Regions from separate parts of the Drosophila melanogaster genome. Here region 1 is linked to region 2. A link is a contact called in public Hi-C data. All regions are on one chromosome and are shown on one strand. The core of a region is the stretch at or near the end of the contact, and the rest is flanking DNA. Distances in the headings are between cores, read along the strand shown. Region 1 holds the start of CG2712. Region 2 holds the start of Roc1a (Regulator of cullins 1a).

Region 1 (3,654 bases), core at 313-2,812, 2.1 Mb after region 2:
TTATAGATGATTGCAATAGAAAATACGTTGTGCATGACTTGCCTTCTTGAGGTCGCGATTAAGGTTGTCCAGGTTCTTCACATGATGGCCGTCCACAAAGTGCGTGGCATCCCTGACCAGGCGGTACATAATGTAGCCGTTGGGATCGAGGGCATCCAGGATGGGGAACACGGTCATGCCCTGTTCGGCGGTGAAGACGACAATTTCAAAGTCCTTGGCGCACTCGGCCAGAAAGTGGTCGACGCCGGGACGCTTCTTGAAGCGCCAGCCAGTTTGGTAAGTCCAGTCCGGATGCACCAGCACGTCCTTCATCTCCAGCACAAGCGTGTAGCGCGGCTGCACGTACGGCGGCTTGAGCGGATCGGGCAGCAGTTTGGCGCGCGACGGCTCCTGGATCATGCGCTGATAGTAGTGAATGCTCTTCCACATCCGCTGCAGATACTGCTGTACCAGCGGCTTGTGTGTGAACTCGTCCTCGATGGGCTGCCCGTTGGGGTCCACCTCGGGCTTGCCGAACTCGTAGACGGCCCAGAATCCAGCAGCCACGGCGCTGCCTCCGAATATTGCAAAGCTGCAGCAGGAAGTATTGTTATAATACTGTTACGCATTGAATGGGCGTCAGCTTACCCCAGCTTCATGCGCTTCCAGGCACGCTCGTTCTCCTTTTCCTCCTCCTCCTCGCGCTTCTTGCGCTCCTGCTCGGCGTTGCTGTCCACCTCCGGCGAGGTCTGAGGAAAGAGCTTGGCCAGCAGCGGGGCATTCGGTGCGACCTCGGGCGCATCATTGGGGCCAGTGGCTCCAGCTTCCTGCTCTGCGAAACGAAAGTGGCCAAGGATGAATGTTTAGGACTCTACTGTTTAGGACTCTACCGTGAATCACTTACTGGTTGTGCTGCTGTAGCCACGCGCTGTGTGCAGGATCGAGAAGAGCGCCGGAGCAGCCGCTGGCAGTGCTGTGCAAGTGAATAGTCGGAGGTACTGCTGCTGGTGGTGGAGGAGGTGGTGCTGGTGCTGGTAGTGTTGGTGGTAGTGGTGGTAGTGATTACCCAATGCGCGGTGCTGGTGGATGTGGGTAAGAAGACGCGGCGTGCTAAGGCCGCGCAGCAACTGGAGGACGGTGGCCGGTGCCATGCTCATGCTCATGCTTCCCCCTTCCTTCCCGATATCGAGTCCTAGAGCCGTTCACGAGTCCTGCTCGGATGGCAGCGACTTTTTACTTATAAAAAATTCCAACAAAAATTTCAACTTCCCACCGGCACGGCGTTGGCGTTAGGGATTTTATATACTGTCCACTGCCAGGCGGCACCAGGCGTTAGTACATTTAGCACGTGGCTCTCAGCAGGTATAGATCGGCGATTTTCAAGCCAAATCTGGCGGGATTTTGCAGATAACTGCGTGTGTACATATGTTGCCTCCGGCAATCTGACTAATCACAGTATTAAGAAAATTTTAAATTAAAATATTTTAAATAATATGGAAATACACAACCTTTGACCAACCACCAAGCCACTGTGCCTCTGGTCACTTCCAAGCTGATGTGCCTGGCTAGCTATTTTGAGTGCCACCACTAACGCATCAGCTGGACTTTGGCATCACTGTTCGGGACGCTAAATTAAGTTATTTATTTAAACGTGTATTATCTACTGTCGAGTTCAATCCATGACGACCATGTCGCCGCCGTCCCCCATGGACGCCTTGTGCCGCGTGTGCCACACAGCATCGCCGCGCTGCCTGCCGCTCTTCAAACCGCTCGACGATCCAATTTCCGGCAAACCAGCGACGCTGGCCAGCATTTTAAGCTACTGCAGCGGTCTGGAGATCCTAGAGGCGGAGCTCTTCCTGCCCCACCACATCTGCCCGGACTGCGTGGCCAAGTTGCGGCTCTCGCTGGAATTCAAGCGGAGTGTCCATCGCATGGACAGAATTCTGCGGCAGAGTCATGCGGACTTTTGCCGCAGCAAAAAGATCAGCGCGGTGAATACTAGGGCCAGGCTGTCAACCGAGATTCCGGAGGATTTTGTACTCGTGCTCGATGACCAGGAAGTGACTGAATATCCAGCAGAAACGATACGAGATGAGGAGCAACTCCTGGTCGTAGAATCAGATGAGGCGGAGAGCCGGCTGGAAGCGCCAATTGTACAGGAGGAGAGGCTGGATATTGCACTGGAACAGCACGAAGACGATCTCTGCGAGATTGTCGACGATCCGGATCCGGAGCAACGTAGGAGCAGGTTAGAAAGATCCGAGCCAGCGCTGCAATGTCCCGTGAGTTGCCTTTCCGAATTAGAAGTAAGTAATCACGAAATAGTTTCCCATCTTCGGCAGATTTGCGGCAAACAACTGGCTAGGAAGCGGACCTTTCAGTACCACATGAGGCTACATGGCCAGCCAAAAATTCGCCAAGAAGACAACGACCACTGCATTGAAGAGTGCCTCCAAGTGGAGCCCGTTTTGCAGGCCAAAGCTGGCGAAGATGTCTACGAGATTGTGGAGAAATCAGCACAGACTTCGGCGACGCAGAAAACTTTGCCCAGTGGAAGCCGGCCTTGGAAACCCCTCAATCCCTCCCTACAGTGTAAAGTAAGTTGGTCATCGCAGCTCGCAAATAACTCAAAGCCGAAGGTCATCAATTCTCCCTCCATTCCTTTAGATCTGTGGCAAGCAACTAAGCACCAACAACTCCTTCAAGTACCATATGCAGCTACATGGCACGGCCACGCCCTACGTTTGCACAATCTGCGGAGAGTCCTTTAAGACGCGAAACGCCCGCGACGGCCATGTCACGCTGCACGATCGTAACAATCCGAACAGGTGCCCCACCTGCTTCAAGGTCTACCGGCAGGCGTCCTCGCTGCGCACACACCTTCTAATCCACAGCGGAATCAAGCCATTCGAGTGCAGCATCTGCGGCAAGAGGCTAACACAGAAGTCGGGCTACAAGAAGCACATGCTCACCCACACGGGCGAGAAGCCGCACGGCTGCGACATTTGCGGCCGTCGCTTCCGCTACTCGAGCAATCTGATTGCCCACAAGCGCTGCCACAGCCAGGAGAAGCCCCACCCGTGCCCGGTGTGCCAGAAGCGCAGCTTCGGCAGCACATCCGAGCTCAACCGCCACATGCTCGTCCACAGCAGCGAGCGACCGTTCGGCTGTGAGCAGTGCGGCAAGTCCTTCAAGCGCCGCATCTCACTCGCCATCCATCGCCAGTCGCACAAGGCGGGCAGACAGCGGAGGCGGGCCGAGCATGAAGTGGGTGTCCAACTGGAGGAGCAGGACGAGAATGTGGAGACCTGAAGCTAGATCGCTTATACTATCGGCTTAATGTACAAATCGGGACATTTAGTTTTAGTTCAATTCGCTTTTATTTTCGGTACTTTCCTTCGCACAATAACAAGTTTTAAGTGTGTTCCTATTGTTAGGATAAATTTGATTGGTTTTCCCACCCAAAATAATGCGTGTTTCATACATACATATATATTATATATGGTCAACAAACATTTCGAGTCTTCTGACGATCCTTTCGATTTGATTTAATGTAATGAGCTTTAGTTTATCAGGTGGAGGCGGGAGAATCTCTATACATATGGAAGTTTCGATTGGGTTTTGTAGTTGATAGTGGCTAAGGGTGAGGGTGCGGGTGCGGGTGTGGGGACC
Region 2 (3,692 bases), core at 490-2,989:
GGCGCCCATCCCAGTAATACCAACAAGCATGGGAAGTCCGGTCCAGCGGGCACAGGCGGGGCCACTGGAGCCCGTAATCGCCGCGCTCTCTTCAAGAAACCAGCACAGAAAACTCCCAAGGTGCAGGCGAGCACCAGGTTCGTGAGAAGCCTTTTCCACAAGGGCAGCTATATACAAATCGGGGATATCGTCAGCATTGTGGACAGCGAGCAGAATCTGTACTACGCCCAGATACGCGGTCTGCTTGTGGACGCCTATTGCGAGAAGTCCGCCTTCCTCACCTGGCTGATTCCCACGCAGGACAGTCCGGATCCCCAGGAGGGCTTCGATCCCCCTACCTACCTAATCGGTATGTCAGTCCTGTCCTCCTGCCTGCTACCCAAAGTTTTTTAAATTGTATTTTTGCTTAACTCCCGTGCCTGCAGGACCCGATGAGGAGCTGTCCCGGAAGCTCTGCTACCTAGAGTTCGTGATGCATGCTCCCAGCAACTACTACTTCGACCGGAGCACCCCGTTTCCCCTGCCGGACGTGGATGAGTACACTGCCCAGAGATCGGGCGGCTACATCTGGACGCGGCTGCCGATAGTCAAGCGGGAAAAGGGCAGTGGCCACAAAGCGGGCGGTGCCTCCTAGCAGAAGAGGTGGCTCAAGGGCAGGATGGCCGGAGCCCTGAATTTGAAAAATCTAATTTATTGCAACTTTTACTCTTCGTAAACGGGCTACTTGCCGAACAGAAAATAATTCAAAAAGTACTTGATGTACTGTAGTACCAACTGAACTCAATCAGCAATTAATGAATAAAATACAATTTTGTAATTATGGATAACGAAGCGTTTCCGACCTATAAAGTATACATGTATAAACATATGTTCTTGATCAGGATCAATAGCCGAGTCGAACTGGCCATGTCCGTCTGACCGTATGAACGCCTCAATCTCAGGAACTATAAAACAGACAGTCGCAGCGCAAGTTTGTTGACCCATGTGGCCCAGTTTAGTGTCGTCCAACGCTACGCGCGCACTTTTGAAAAATGTTTTGATATTTTTAAAATTTTGTTATAAGTCCTGTTTGAATTGCAAAAAACTAATTCCCACGCCCACAAACCGCCCAAAACTGCCACGCATATACTTTTGAAAAATGTTTTGATTTTTCTTCGATTTTACTTTTTTGCAATTTGATCGGTATACCATAAACAAAACATTAAAAATTTTGATTAAGATACCAAAAGGTTATCGACACGAATCGGAATCGTTATTGAATTAGACGAGAAAATAGTGGTGGAGAAACATCGATGTTTCCGATTTGGCGAAAAATATCAAAGTCTTAAACATATTCTTTAAACATGTTGTTCTAAACATCGATGTTTTAAATAAAAACAAAAAAATTATCTGTTTAATTTAAATATTATTTTCTTTTTTAATATTGACTAAATAAAAAAGGCAGTATTTTAACTAAACATAAACTTATTGTCGTCTACGTCTTCATCCCTCCTTATTCAGGAGTTAAAAACTTAAATTTCAGATATTTATCCACGTCTTTCAGGACATCAGCCAACACCACCAGCAAGTCACACTAAATTTGCGATATGTTATTAATAATTCTATTAAAAAATATGGAACTTACAATTTATACTTACAATATATACACATATCTTCTCCGATGTGCAGTAAATACCATCGATACCATCGACGCCATCGATGTTGGCATCGATGTTTCGCCACCTTTACGAGAAAAAGCGGCGGTCACACTGCTTGAGCCTCACTGCGAGTGGTTTTCTATTAAAACGAAAAGGATAGGGACAGAAAAGCCAAAACTACGTTAGTTGTGAAAATTGCATTTGTGTTGCGAGAGTTTTGTCAGGATAAATAGGTGTATTTCCACCATGGAAGTCGACGAGGATGGATACGAGGTTCCCTCCAGCAGCAGCAAGGGCGATAAGAAGCGCTTTGAGGTGAAGAAGGTAAGTGGTCAGCAAAAAAGCAGGGTCATTGTCAATGAATGTACTGATGGTAACACTTCATCCTTTCCGCTTCGCCGAAAACAGTGGAACGCCGTGGCTCTGTGGGCCTGGGGTAAGTAGTAATGCGAATTGTAGTGCTCCGAGTCGGGGGATTAACCGCATTCCATTTCGATGCAGACATCGTGGTGGACAACTGCGCCATCTGCCGCAACCACATCATGGACTTGTGCATCGAGTGTCAGGCGAACCAGGCGTCCGCCACTAGCGAGGAGTGCACCGTGGCCTGGGGCGTCTGCAACCACGCCTTCCATTTCCACTGCATCTCTCGCTGGCTAAAGACGCGCCAGGTATGCCCACTGGACAACCGCGAGTGGGATTTCCAGAAGTACGGCCACTAAAATCTACAAAACCCCCAAGACCCACCAGATGGAGGGAGCAGCACTTCCCGCAAGCTAGATGATGGAGGCCTGCTTCATCTGGACATTTGAATACCTTTTTAGATCTTAAGCTAGTGGGGCGATTCGAGTGAACTGGTAGCCTTTAGGAGCACAGTTACCGATTTCCGAGACTCCCCGGGAAGCGCACCTTTTTGTAACGCGTTAAATAAAAGCTGTAGAAGATGGAGAAGACTAGACGGATGTTTCTACCTTTCACCCTTTGGAGTCTATATTCACTGTGACGATGGCATCTTACCGCGAAATCCACTAGCTAGTCGTGCCTAAATTTTCAGAGTATATAACTCATGACTGGCAAAAAATATGATTGGGTCATTGGGTTCCATAAATGTAGCTCTGCTTAGTTATCCTTGGATGGCATTTGAAGAGGATCTGGCTAGTTCAAACTAGTTTAGTTTTGCTTAACTATATGCGTCATGACCAGCTCCAGATCAGGTTGTTCAGATATATGAAAGTAGTTTCGTAAAAACAAATCAAAATCAGTCGATGCAAAGAAAGAGCTGCGTTTGTAAAAACTAAATGTTCTTTTTAGTTTATTATGAATGTTTTGCGGCCGCGGCAGCTTAGAAAATAATACACATTAGTTACAGATATGAATAAAGTATATGGTATATATCAAATATGATTAATGTTTAATTGCATAAGCTACTAACTAAACTTATAGGTAAACAAAAAATAATTATGTCGTTAAAAAATCATCGAATTTGCTTCGTGTGTGTGTGTGGTTGTGATGGTTTAGTTGTAGTTTTCTATCTGTCGCCTTTTAAAAACCAAATTTCACAGAGAACAAAATAAACAATAAGCTGGCAATAAAACGAAGGGCAGGGAGTGCGAGTTGTTTTGGATTCAGATTCATGTGAATTAAACCAGATTGCATGGTCCGTCGAACCACTTGAACCACCACTTGTATCGAGTTGTATTTAGCGTTTTATTTGAATCTTCTGTTCAATTGTTTTCGCTTGCTTTATAATTAAATTTCCCGCTTTTTGGTTTATATACATTGTTATTGTTATATGTATGTGAAAGTGTAAGCTCCTCCTCCTTTCGGTCTCTTCAACCAGCTCGCTTTGTAGTAATTAACATTAAGTTTGTCTCGTATATCTTGTATATACACCATGCATATATGTTATTATTTATATATTGCTGTTCTGGTTGCCGCTGCTGCGCTATTGTTTTCTTGTTGGCTATTGTGGGGTGGGAGTCCCAAGTATCCTCGAATATGTGGTTGTTTCATTATCTTGCAACAAACAGAGGGGCTTGCTTGGTGTAAAGCTAA

What was found. A called contact is a pair of places that touch in the nucleus more often than the background predicts.
Region 1: a contact with region 2 is called in a Hi-C map of the Kc167 cell line, with 5 times the contacts expected there. The contact joins the promoter of CG2712 here to the promoter of Roc1a in region 2. A contact is called at or near these places in 10 of 107 Hi-C or Micro-C datasets (the Kc167 cell line, the OSC cell line, the S2 cell line and 2 more).

Annotation. Positions count from the first base shown.
Region 1 is chrX:2,730,907-2,734,560 of dm6, forward strand. It overlaps CG2712, which reads left to right and starts at 1,563. Exons shown (of 3, transcript NM_130672.3): 1 at 1,563-2,264; 2 at 2,325-2,579; 3 at 2,650-3,496. The coding sequence starts at 1,659. The coding sequence ends at 3,294. It overlaps ttm50 (tiny tim 50), which reads right to left and starts at 1,284. Exons shown (of 5, transcript NM_001316628.1): 1 at 884-1,284; 2 at 628-811; 3 at 43-571. The coding sequence starts at 1,142. crm (cramped) reads right to left here. Exons shown (of 7, transcript NM_166951.2): 7 at 3,342-3,654.
Region 2 is chrX:645,565-649,256 of dm6, forward strand. It overlaps Roc1a (Regulator of cullins 1a), which reads left to right and starts at 1,740. Exons shown (of 3, transcript NM_001297825.1): 1 at 1,740-1,961; 2 at 2,046-2,073; 3 at 2,139-3,033. The coding sequence starts at 1,884. The coding sequence ends at 2,359. CG13367 reads left to right here. Exons shown (of 2, transcript NM_130495.2): 1 at 1-349; 2 at 426-822. The coding sequence ends at 634. Hmt4-20 (Histone methyltransferase 4-20) reads right to left here. Exons shown (of 3, transcript NM_130497.4): 3 at 2,919-3,692.